3 separate regions of the Mus musculus genome follow, and regions 1 and 3 are each linked to region 2. Evidence: chromatin contacts called from public HiChIP or PLAC-seq and promoter capture Hi-C data. All regions are on one chromosome and are shown on one strand. The core of a region is the stretch at or near the end of the contact, and the rest is flanking DNA. Distances in the headings are between cores, read along the strand shown.

Region 1 (4,158 bases), core at 1,481-3,980, 1.0 Mb after region 2:
TTTCCTTATCCTTGAGATCTTATCTTTAGTGAGCTAAGCCTGCTGCTCTAGCATTTCCACAGCTAACATATCACCAGCATATCCACAGTAAGAAAACATATCACCAGCATATCCACAGTAAGAAAACATATCCACAGTAAGAAAAGACACCTGGAGCCATTGCCGAGACCCTTGGATACTTACCCCTAGGTGGGTCTTCTTAAAACAGGGGTGAGTTCTCTGGTGTTAGTCACTCAGGGTGGGCTTATGCTGCATAAAATGTCCAAAATAGGGCCCCAGAGAGCATCCGTTACTACATACTGGTTAACATCACAGATTTTTAAAAAAATCTCAGTTGCACTGGAGCCTTAAAAAAAAAAAAAAAGCTTTCATCTGTGAAATCTAGTTTCTCTTTGTTATTAAAATAAATGAAGCCATTAAACAAAATATATGCATGTCGTAGTTGAGCTCATTATTAGCATCATCAAAATGATAGGGTTTCCTATATTTTAGAATAGGGACTATTTGAGGAATTGTGGTGTGAGATACAGAATCAAAATATGCTAGAGGTTTTGTCAAACTTGCACATAATATACATTTTTCCTTAGTTTTCTGCCTCTCTCTGTCTCTTTCTCTGTGTCTCTCTCTCTCTCTCTCTCTCTCTCTCTCTCTCTCTCTCTCTCTCTCTCTCTGTCTCTCTCTTTCTGTGTGTATACAACTTTTGGGAATTGTTTTTCTCCTTTCACCACGTGTGTGGGAGATCAAATTCAAGTCCCCAGGCTTGGTGCAGTCACCTTTACCCACTGAGCTATCTCACTGACTAATCTTCTGTTTTCTTCTTTATATATTTATCTGAACCTTTCTAAGACAACAACATCATCAACAATAAAATGATTTTGCTTAAAAAGGCTAAAATGAAAAGGAAAATAATGACAGCATTTGCTCACCAACCAGACATCCAAAAACTGTATTAACTATAACTATTGGTAGGCTCATATTATAAATGCACTGGGCTGAAATAATCCCAAACCCTTCATTTGCAAAGGTGTGTTTTTAATTGTGATGGAGTTTGCTTGGTATTCAAAGATGAGTTCTCACTGGAGCCCAGGCCAAAGAATTTTCTGCTCCCCTTTCCTGAGAGCACATTTTTCTGCCAAATTTGGCATTTATTCTTTGTTGTGGAAGGTGGTTGCATGACCCATTCTGACTTCTAGCCACCAAAAGATAAAGGCTTTCAATCTCCAAGTCTAGGAAGCCAGATCAGGCTTCCCACTTTGCATGGTCCTGAGTCATGACTCACACGCTCCCTAGAGTACTCATGGTTTGGAATATTTCCTTGGTACCTTAGCCAGTCACAGATTGTGATAGAGGCAGACCCAGGAATGTGTGTGTGACCTCTGAAGGCCACCGGAGCACCCTGACTCATCCCTCTGAAGCCTCGACATGTCTATTTTATAGCTTTACCTCTTACACACCTTGGGTTTTCAGTGTTTTCTCTCTACAATCTTTCCTTTTTTGTAAGAATACGTTGTTTAGTCCCCTCTGTGAGGCTCAAATGTATTCAGGAGGAGACAGAGTTGAGTCTAAAGCATGGAAAAGAAAAATAGAACAGGACACCCACTTCCCTTCCTACAGAACCAGTGGTCTGTTTTGGAGAATGTAAATGCTTTTTTTGTTTGTTTGTTTTTGAGACATGGTCTTTCTATCTCCTTCTGTCTGTCCTCTGCCTCCTGAGTGCTAACATATGCCTCTATGCCCAGCTGAGATTCTGCTACACATCATTGCATGATAGTAATGGCAAGTCCTGAAGACAGCCTGTCCGGTTCTGCATTGGTACACTAACAGCCTGACTGGGAGCCTTCCCTAGTGTCTGGAAGTGAGTTTGTCCAGATAGAGAGAATTATAAAATTAAATACAGATTAAAATACCTCTACCACAATTAATTAGTCATCTTTTCCTAACACATCAAGAGCTGCATTTGATGTATTTTTCACAGATTGCCTCATTTGCTTGCTACCAGGTTTGTTTTTCTTGTTGTATAGACAAGGAAGTGAGGCTTGAAGAACTGAGACACTTTCATTAAGACCATACAGCCAGGGACTGGAAAGGTGGCTCAGCAGTTAAGAGCTCTTGTTGCTCTTGCAGAAGACCAGGGCTTGATTCTCAGCACCCACACCATGGTTCACAACTATCTGTAACTTCAGTTCCTGGGAATCTGATGCCCTCTTTTGAACTCTGCGGGCATAGAGCATGTATGTGGTGCGTGCACACACACACACACACACACACACACACACACACACACACACAGGCAAAACACTCTGGCATAGAATAATCACACACAAATCTTTAAAAGGTGTTTTCAGAGACCATATGGCCAGCACAAGTCCCAAAGACCTCAGTTGTCAAGTGCAGTACACTCAACTAAAGCTCTCGAAATCAAGGCTCTTAAGGATTATCCTTTTGACTTGCCATTTGTAAGTGTGTAACCACATCCCTGAAGCATCATGGACTTAATGACCATTCTCCTGCTTCTACACCCAGGCCTGAATCCTCTCAAAAAGTGACAGAGGAACAGGGGAAATTAGCCCTTCTGGATACATAATTAGCAGCTCGTGTCACTAATGAGATGGCAGAGAAAGATGCATTAAACAAATCAAGGCTGTGTCTAGCTGCTTCACACTAAGCAGTCATCAGGCAAAGGTTCTGATTTCCCTGGTCCTGTCTTAGAAAGGGCAGATGCTGTCTTGTTCGACTGCCACATCACCTGTGAGTCAGAATGATGACAGCCCCTTTAAAACTCATCCTGCTTTCTTTGGGTCTAAGTTGCTTAATTCTAAACACAGAGCAATACATGTCTACACATTAAATCAGAGACTGGAACTGTGCAGTGGTGGGGCATGCCTTTGATCACAGCACTTGGGAGGCAGAGAAGGGAGATCTCTGAGTAAGAAGCCAGCCTAGGACTATAGAGCAAGTTCCAGGACACCTAGAGCTACACAGAGAAACCCTGTCTCAAAACAAAACAAACAAACAAACAAACAAACAAAAACAAAAAACAAAGAAAAACCAGGGACTACATTCCCTGCCTCACAACTGGCTCCAACAGATATGGCTACAGCATTTTTACTTTATCATTAAAAGATAAACTTTGAGCTCCAGTAGAGTGTAAAGAAAGCTAGACTGAGCAAAAAGAGGCTAAGAGCCTAGGAGATGCACTCTAGCATCAGACCCTGCATGCCAGCCCTGTGCTCACTCTAGGACTTTTTTTCACCCTTGCACAGTTACTGTAACGTGACATCAATTTATGTACTCACTAGTTAATCATAGATTTAGATTGATAAAATATAAAAAATCACAAGTATAAAGTATTATGTAACTATAGGTATCCCTCAAATGCCAAGCCAAAGTGTTATAATTATAAATGGAGGCCAGCAGCGTCCTTTACATTGACTTGAATATCATTGCTTTTGCCATCGTTCTTTGATCTTCTTGCTGATGAGCAGCCTAACACTTAGCTCTTGCCTGTCTAACTCATTGTACAAACCACTGTGCTGAAATAAGGACACATCTGCCTTAGCATTTTCCAGTCCAGTTAGATTGAGTACCTAAAAATGCAGAACGTGAGAGATAAATACTCAGGATTTGCCCACATTTAACGTATTCTCTCTTCTGGAACCTTTGAAGACAGACTGTGACTGCTCATCAGTAGGGGCTTTTGAAAGAAAATTTAGAAGGACAAAGGTGATCTTAGCACTTAAAAAAAAGTTTTTAGAGGCATTTGCTTGCTGTTTCTCTTAAGGAAAAATTCTCTTTAGTTTGATTGCAAGGTAAGGTTTGTTAAATGAAGTATGGTGAAAAGCTGGCATGTGTGTTACAGAGAATAAATGTAATTAACTAGCTCGGGCCACAGTGGTTAAGGGGCGAAAGTGCTTAGGTGGGACTTGGCTTAGGAAAGGTAAATCGCATTTGAATCTGAACTTCAGATCTGGATCCGTGCTGCTGGCATATGTTGAATTGATAATGTCCGTGTGTTAAAGAATTCTGATTGTTTCTTTTGCCTCTCTCCCAGCTTATAAAAATGCAAGCAGACCCATCTAATGAATATTAATGGCAACAATGTCTGGATAACTATGAAGCCCCTGGATCTGTAGAGTTCAGATGTAGCAGCCAGGGAGG
Region 2 (4,297 bases), core at 1,222-3,721:
GGAAGAAGCCAGGAACCTTAATGCACACTGGGCAAAGCTCTCCAAGAACCCCCATCAGCACAGGTACTGTTCACTGCCCCCAAGGCTACTCCTAAGTGCAAGTACAGACAAGGACCCAGAAAAAGAACTGTTTATTGGCCAAGTTTCAAAAGGGGAGGGCCTAGCAGATAATCCTTCCCTCTATATTTCAGCATTAAAACTCTCAACTTTCTTCCCCTATTTTATGATTTCAATGACAGGTATAGTAAGGCAAAATAAGATGTCTAAAACAGCCCAAAGCATGCTGTGAGACTTGCACAGCAGGTGGGAACCTCTCCAGGGACAGGTGTCTTGACAGATTAGGGTTACTGCTGTCAAAGTTCCCTGGGGACACACCGAAGGAAATTCCCTTTGCAGAACATCAGCTTCCTTCCACTCAGTCTGACAATGAATGCCACAGGATAAAAGGCCATTTAAAAACAATCGAGGGCTGGGCCGCAGCTCAGTAATGGAGCTCTTGCTTGTCTGGCTGTGGCAGGCCCTGGGTGCGAACTCCAGACCGAAGACAAAGGAAAAGAAGGGAGATTTCTTAGAGTGGTACACAGGATTTTGCCACCTGCTACAAGAGCTCTTTAAGCCGCCCAGTGGCCCAGTCCTGAGTCACTTCCCCTCTCTGCACTCTAGAGTGTCAATGCTCACGGGGGAAGGGGGTGGGGTGGACACACAAAAGCAAAAGACCCAGGGTTTGGGAGCTAGTCTCCAGCCACTCCCGCTCCACCTCTCCAGGTCCCCCTCCCCTCAGCGTCCCCGAGACTGCGGACCCATTCTGGAGTCCAAGCAGGCGCCGCTGCTACCTTGGCTAATGGCAGCACTGAATGAAAGGAGCCGAGGCAGGCTCAGGATTTATGAATGTGCAAGGGAGGAGGGATATCATGTGACAATAAAGGAGAACGTCTTATTCACAAAAAAAAAAAAAAAAAAAAAAAAAAAAGTGGTGAGCGAATACAGCCACTGAACAGCAGTCTCAGAGCCGGGCACGGCTAGGACCCCTGGCTAAGTACCCGCTGGGGCCCACGGGCAGCCCCGCCCCCAGCTCCCCGAGAGGGAAACGCCTCGAACACTACTAGAGCGGAGATCCAAACCTAAGTGCGACTTAGGCGGGAAGCAGCTGCCACTTGGCCCAGAGACGGTGACAAGCCCGGGTCTCCCCGAGGGGCGAGCACAAGCACCTCTGACTAAGCACCGAGAGCTTTGTTCCCCTCGGGCCTGCGGGCCGGGCACACGCACGGGCACGCGCTCTCCCTCACATACATGCCAGGAGCGCGCTTCCCCGCACGCTCTCCCGCCCTCGCTGCACACGCTTCGGATCCGCCCCCAGTGCTGCCCCGACACCGCGGGGCGCGTGTGCCGGCCCACACGCGCGTGCACACACTCACGCGCGCCGGGACTCGGCAGGCTGCTCCCGCGCTCTGGCCGCTGCGAGGACCCGGGCGCACTGACCCTGTGCCGAGCCCGACTGGCCCTCCCCCAACTCCTCCGTGTTTTTATGAATGAAAATGTGGTATGCAAATGAGAGCGATTCAAGAAAACGAAATGGCGGAGCCCGGGCCCCAGAGGGCTCCGGAGAGGGCTATGGGAGGGCAGCAGTGCCAGGAGTCACAAAGTCACCATGCACACAGACCCATCGACCCCGGGATGCCCCGCGTGGAGGGCGTCAGAGCTTCCGCTCCCGCAGCCCGAGGACCGCCCCGAGGTCATTTGCGCGCCCTTGGCCCGGGCTGCGACCTGGACTTGCAGACCCCAGGCGGTTTCTGCCGTCTCCCCCAGCCAAGTCAAGAGCCTCGCGCATAGCCCCGACAGCTCAGCCAGCGGCTGCACCCCAGGCCAAGTTCCTCCGACGAGTCCCCTCCTGCGTCCTTGGCGGCGGCCCCCACACCACCCCTCCGGGCACCCGCGTCCCACCCGCGGCTAACTTACTCGTCCGGGTGTGTTTCTTCGGTCATTTTCTTGTTCACCTAGACGCCTGTCCCGCGGCATGCAGCCTGGCTCCCTTCATCTTCCTGTGCGCTCGCCCCCCTTCTTCACATCTCCGACATCTCCTGATTTGGTGGTGGAGGGGGGGAGCTAGAGATGAAGGGGGCGCCGAGGCAGGCGGGGAAATGGAGAGCCCCGAGATCAGGGCGAGGTCTGGGAAGGGGCACACCAGGCAGCGGACGCCGTGGGCCGGCCGGGCACGGCCCCGGGGCTCTGAGGGGGTGCAGAGGCGAGATTTGGGAAGGGGACCCGGAGGGGGAGAGCAGCAGAAAAACAAGCACGCTCCGGGCGGCGGGCGGGCAGTCGGCTGCGCTGGGGCCGGGCCGGGGTCGCCCCCGGGGACCGGGCCAATCAGGGTTCCGGGTAGTGCTCGGCGGCCGGGGGAGATGCGCCTGGGAGGCGGTGCAGGGCGCCCCGTCCGAGCCCCATCTCGCCACTCCACCGATTTACTCCATATTGGATTCTCAGCGCCGCCAACAGGAGGAGGAAGTAGGGCGGAAGCGATGACGTCTTCCCAGCGGCCAGAGGTGGTGGAGTGCAAAAAGCTTCCTACTTGCGACCAAAATAAAAGAGAGAGAGGAGAGAGAGAGGAAAAAAACACACTCACAAAACACTTTGTCCCGCCTACTGAGCGTGCCCCTCTTCTACTCCCCCTCCCGCTAGCTTCCAGTCAGGGAGGAGCCTCGGAACAGCATGGTTGGCACTGCGTTTGTCAGGATCCGAATCCTTGTCTCCGGTGCTCCGGGTTTTAGGAAGCCCAAGAGGGAGGAGGCGGGAGCCGAAGACAAGAGCACATCTGGCTCCCGTTTTGTCCCTCCCTCCTTCCAAACCTTCGGATTAAAAATCAAGGGGGGAGGTGGCGGAGGGCGGAGATGGGGAGGAGTTTAGATGTTGCCAGAGAGTTTGGGTTTGGAGAAACACTGCGGGGTGGGGGTTGGGGGCAGTGCAGGTGGCCTCCGCTGGCCTCCACACGATGGGATTACTGTCATGCAACACCATGCCCACCTAGAGCGGGCATATTTTTAAAAATATGTACGCAGAAAACAAAAGGCAAACAGCCATAAAACTTTGGCATTGCAGGCAGAGATGAAGTTTAAAGGTAACACCAAAGTAAATTATCCAGTCTGTGAATAACGTTTCTTGTCTCCAGCTCTTAGAAGTCTACTCTTAGTTTACTGGGTCACAGATTACTACCTTTGATGGGGTTTGGCCAAAGAGAGACCCAGGAACTCATTACTCCACCCCCGACCCGTCTTCCCTTCCCTTCCCTTCCCTTCCCTTCCCTTCCCTTCCCTTCCCTTCCCTTCCCTTCCCTTCCCTTCCCTTCCCTTCCCTTTCCTTCCCTTCCCTTCCTTTTTCTCTCTTTCTTTCTTTCTCTCTCTCTCTCTCTCTCTCTCTCTCTCTCCCTCTCTCTCTCCCTCCCTCCCTCCCTCCCTCCCTCCCCCCCCCTCTCTCTCTCTTTCTTTCCTTCCTTCTTTCTTTTTGAATGTGCGGGGGCAGAAGGAGGATGCATCCATGCATGTCAGCACCATTTGTGGGCAGAGAGGAGAGGCTGTTGGATCTCCTGGAACTGGTTGCTAGCCTCTGTGTAGGTCCTAGGAATTAAACCACAGTCTTATGGAAGATCTTAACTGCGAGCCATCTCTTCATACCTCTCTTTAAATTATTTTTCCTACCATGGCCTAGGACCTGCCTGAGGTTTTCTGAGAGGACCTATGCACCATCTAGACAACGAGCAGGATTGCACCCAGGGCTCAACTTGTGGATTTGCCTGGAATCTGAATTTGCGATATTAAAATCCATTTCAATTTTTGAAGGGGGCACCATGTTTTCACTTGACATGGATGACACCAATTACAGAGTCACTGGGTATTTCCTGAGGTCTTGCCATGGAATAAGGGACAGGGATTATGTCCTCAAGACTAATAGACATTTCTGTTCTCCTGAATATGCCATTAGAGACATTCCACTTAGATTTTAAATAGCTACGAAACAAACTGGGGGATGAAATATTTGCTTCAAAAATAGAAAATTGCTGGACTGGATAATCCCATTCTACGGAGGCTGGGGTAGGAGGATTGATAGTAGTTCAAGTCCAGCCTGGTCTACAAGTAGAATCCTAGGCTAGACATAGCTAGTAAGCAAAATCCAGTCTCAAACAAAACCACAAACAAAAAACAAACAAAACAAAAACAAAACAGCCGGGCATAGTGGATCATGTCCGTAATTCTAGTATTCTAGAAGCAAAAAGGTGGGTGGATCTCTGTGAGTTTGAGGCCAGTCT
Region 3 (4,087 bases), core at 733-3,232, 1.2 Mb before region 2:
GAAAGGGGATAGGTTGGGGAACAGAAGAAAAAATATCTAAAGTCTCACTTTCGTTTTCTGACACACCTACTAGATTTAAAATCTGGGGGCATTACAAAATTAAATTAAGTGTGTAAATGAAAATAATGCTATTACAGTTCTAAATCTCATACAACTTAGGAAAAGAACTTGTAGAAATAACACTTGATTTAAAGTTTTCACACCTTCCATTTGATACCAAAAGTGTTTAAAAGATTAATTGCCCTCAGAGTATTTACTACAGATGTTAACTGTGAAAAAAAAAAAAAAAAGAAAGAAAGAAACCCAAAGAAATTATATGCTATATTTAGACAATAAGGAGAATGTTTCAAGTATGTGTATTTGAATACTCTGGGGAAATATGTTGTTACCTGTGAAAATGCATCATAAACCGAAACAAGAAATTGAGGAACTGCACCCTGTTCACAATTCAAAAACTTTAAATTCACACGACTAGGCAAACTCGGTTAATGTGGAGAAAAGACATTGTGCTATCTGACACAAAAGATCACCTGCTACGAAGACAAAGTAACACTCTACTACCCGAAAGTAAAGAGCCTTTGAATCAAAACAGACAACCTTTGATACACAAAAGCTTCAATTCTCGGTTTAATAAAGCGTCCTGTGGATGAGATGCTCAATATTTGTTGATGGAAGAGTGCTGGGGCTAAAACCAACGAGCATATTGTGAGTAGTGACTAAACATGTTAAATGTAGGTTAAGTAAAAACTATCCCCTCCCTCATCATTGTTGTCTGACTTTGTAAGAGATCTGCACATATAAACATAATATATGGCGAAGTGAGTTGATGACTTACAGTATCTTCACCACTCGGAACATTTTTCAGAAAGTCCTTTGAGGTTTTAAGATTCAAATACTATTTAAAAAGAATTATTGTTTCAACTACCTAACAATTACCTAGACTTCTTCCAGACTTCATTTAACCTGTAAGTAAAATGAGCATCTTTAACTTTTCCACAGGGCATTTGGAGAATGAGTTATTACTCATAAACGCTTTCGGAGCCTCAGACACCAGCGCGGTACATCAAGCGTATCCATCAATTTGAGGGCTTTCTGGACCTCAGTTTACCCACGTACGGAAACGGGCTTGGCAAGGGCCGGGAGGTGAAATTAATTAGTGTTTTTAAAATGCTCTGAGATTCCCAAGATGAAAGGAAACGTAGAGGCACGCAGAGATGATGACAATAATCATAACAATAAAAAGAATGACTAACTTGGAATTCTGTGTTACGTAAGGAAGCTGAGAAGTTATCAGATTCACACAAACAAAAGAAAAGCCCACCGCCCCTTTGTTCCCCTTCCACTTCGCCGGCCTGCAGCCTGGCCGCGGGAGCGAGAACCGGGCCGCCGAGCTGGGGCTCCCCTCCGCCGCGCACCCGCTCCAGCCGTGGGGGAGGGCGTTCCGGGCAGCTCCTCACAAAGGCGCTTCCTCCCTCCGCGCGGGATGCGGCGCCGCAAACTCTGCTCCCCGCCGCCTCCCCGCGGGCGGGCGGGCGCGCAGGCCGCCGCGCCGCCACCGGCAAAGGCTCGGAGGAAGTTCCGCGCCGCCGGCCCTCGCGCCCCCGTTCGCCGCCCGCGCCGCACTCACCGGACGACTGCTGGTGGCCGGAACGCCAGCTCGGCCCGCCGCACGGACACCCGGGGCGCGGGGGCGGCGCGAGCACCGGTTGAACGCAGGCACCAGCGGAGCCCGCCGCCTTCCCGCCAGCCGCCGAGCCCCGCGAGGCCGAGTGGAACGCAGAGCCGAGCGCGGACTAGAGAGGGAGGCTCGGGCCCGCTTTGTGGTGAGCTCCCCGGGCTGCAGGCAGATCCGGTGGCGCCGCACGGCCGCTGCTGCCGCTGCTGCTGTTGTCGCTGCCGCTGCTGCTGCTGTTGCTGGCGCTGGAGAAGGCGGCGGCGGCGCCCCCGACGGTCCCTCCGCCTCGAACCGCCTTTGGGTCACTGACACACACTGGGAAGGAGGGACCGGGACTAGCGGGAGGGCGGGGCATAAGGGTAAGGGGCAGGGCCACATCGCGAGGCGGTGCCGAGAGGGCTCTTGGGAACTGTAGTTCTCTTTACCGAGAGAGAAAAAAAAAAGTATCTGTTGTGGAGGAGCCTACTGCTGGCTCTGCGCTGTGCACGCGCAAGGGGGTTGGGGCGGGGACTGTTGCCATAGTCACCCATTCACTAAGCCTGAAGGTTCTGGACTGTAGTTGACTAAACAAGGCTGGTCTTGTGTCTTTGGTGCCATTGGGTTCCTGCCCACAGCCAGTCCCTCCTGCTTCACCCCACCCCCAACCACTTCCAAGTGCCCAGTGAAATCTAACTTCCTCTTGACATGGCAGTCTCCTTGGTTGTTTAGATTTCTTCTGCAAATCATAAATACCCCCTTCCTTTGCCTCCTTCAAGAGAATTACCCAAGGTACTAAAAATCTACTTGTTCTTAGTGTTTTAACAATTAGGTTATAAAACTGTAGGGAGCGTGACCATTAACAGAATTCTGTAATTTCTTTGTTCGGTTAGTTACATTTAATTCCAACCCAAGTTCAGCATTAACAGCATTGTTGGATCATTGTACTGCAATTTGTTCATCTGAAAATCTATAGTTCTTCAAACATCCAGATTCCATAAATATATATTCAAAAGATAAGTAGAGAGAGTTCAGAACTGTTCAATGTATGTATTAGCCGATTCAAGTTTCTCACTATCAAATTACAACATACGGCACCTTGAAACATGGTATGGGTATGTTGTGCTCAGCTAAGTCTTACACCCTTTCTAAATGACCAGGTATGCATGTATGGTGGTGTGAGAAAACACAGTACTGGCTCTCCAGAAGGTTTACAGGTAATTTGCCTCAGTTTCCCTTAATAGAGTACCTAGAACCTGGAAGAAAAAACATTAATGCCAAGGAATCAGACATCTATTTCAAGATGGGAAACTAAGGATTTTCAAATAGTCTTAGGATCAAAAACCCTGGATGCCCACAGACCACATAATTATTTGATCAATGAAGAAATAAGTAATTTAAGAAACAAGTACACGGGAGACAGAGAATGGCTCAGCAGGGCTCAGCAGTTAAGAGCACTGGTCACGCTTCCAAAGGACCTGGCTTCTTTTCCAGCACCAATGTGGACACTCACAGCCTCCTGTAACTTCAGGGAATCCAACACCATCTTCTGGCCTCATTGGCCCATAGACATATATGCAGGCAAGACACCTGTATTTAAAATATTTAATGTAGATATTTAAATAAAATACTAAAAAACAAGTAAAGGTATTTACTATGTGCCAGGCACTTTATTGGGCCTCAAAAATAGAGCTGTAAAGATATAAAAGAGACATACTTTGTATTCATTGTCCCCTCTCTCTGCCAAGGAAGAGACAGATAAATGGACTCAGTGTGATCTATGCTGTCATAGGAAAATTCAGACTACCTCAGACTCAGGCAGGGTCAGGAAGTGCTTCAAAGATCATTTGAATGTGGGCTGACTCACGGCTTCCACGTTTGTGTATTTTATTGGCAAAGGTGGAAGAGAGCAGTGAAGGAGCAGGGAGCTCGAGGACACAGAGGCTAATGGCACATTTGCTGGCGGTGGCAGAAGCACACTGGGGAGAGAGGCATGAGGAAACTTCAAGAAAATGAAGGAGACAGCTAAGCCCATGAAGGGTGGGGGTAATATGCTAAAGAATGTCATCTTTTTTTTATTTCTTCTGGAAGCAGTATTCAAACATGAGTTTTTGATAAGATATATTTGAGAAGCTTAATGGACCCTGATCAGGGTAAATGCGCATTCATATAAAAACTACCACAGGACTTATGAGATGGGTCAGTGGGGTTGAGTGCTCACTCTTAAGCCTAACAGCCTGAATGCCAAAAATTGTAAATATGTAAGATCCCCCTTCATCAAAAACATTTTAAAGATAATTTAAGGCAAAAACAACAATGTTGAGGTTTGATCTTGCTCTCTATTGTAATGCTAAATGTGGGCCCCCAAGACTTGGAGTCTGTACATAGACTTGTGACCCTACCCCCAAGTTATTTCTGATCAGTAAATAAAGATGC

Evidence for each region. Promoter capture Hi-C pulls out the DNA fragments that hold promoters and counts their contacts. HiChIP or PLAC-seq counts read pairs in DNA pulled down with a chosen protein or histone mark.
Region 1: an H3K27ac HiChIP or PLAC-seq map of extraembryonic endoderm stem cells shows a contact between it and region 2, with 5 times the contacts expected there. The contact joins the enhancer-like site here to the promoter of Spred2 in region 2. A contact is called at or near these places in 1 of 39 promoter capture datasets (embryonic stem cells), 4 of 115 datasets of contacts at active chromatin or transcription factors (the NIH/3T3 cell line, astrocytes, epiblast stem cells and 1 more) and 1 of 9 other capture datasets (embryonic stem cells).
Region 3: a contact with region 2 is called in a promoter capture Hi-C map of pre-B cells, with 5 times the contacts expected there. The contact joins the promoter of Peli1 here to the promoter of Spred2 in region 2. A contact is called at or near these places in 3 of 39 promoter capture datasets (the C10 cell line, hippocampal neurons and pre-B cells), 1 of 484 Hi-C or Micro-C datasets (CD8 T cells) and 1 of 115 datasets of contacts at active chromatin or transcription factors (astrocytes).

The regions. Positions count from the first base shown.
Region 1 is chr11:18,917,978-18,922,135 of GRCm38.p6, reverse strand. The region is part of intron 8 of Meis1 (Meis homeobox 1); the gene reads left to right. Among named protein-coding and RNA genes, the nearest start is that of 8430419K02Rik, 42 kb to the right of the region's middle. Within about 2 kb of position 2,730, at least 15 of the 459 cell types and tissues checked have an H3K27ac peak or open chromatin away from gene starts, as enhancers often do. A contact at or near this core is called in the NIH/3T3 cell line and extraembryonic endoderm stem cells, where this site is marked.
Region 2 is chr11:19,922,616-19,926,912 of GRCm38.p6, reverse strand. Spred2 (sprouty-related EVH1 domain containing 2) reads right to left here and starts at 2,471. Exons shown (of 6, transcript NM_033523.4): 1 at 1,957-2,471. The coding sequence starts at 1,982.
Region 3 is chr11:21,089,219-21,093,305 of GRCm38.p6, reverse strand. It overlaps Peli1 (pellino 1), which reads right to left and starts at 1,982. Exons shown (of 7, transcript NM_023324.2): 1 at 1,628-1,982.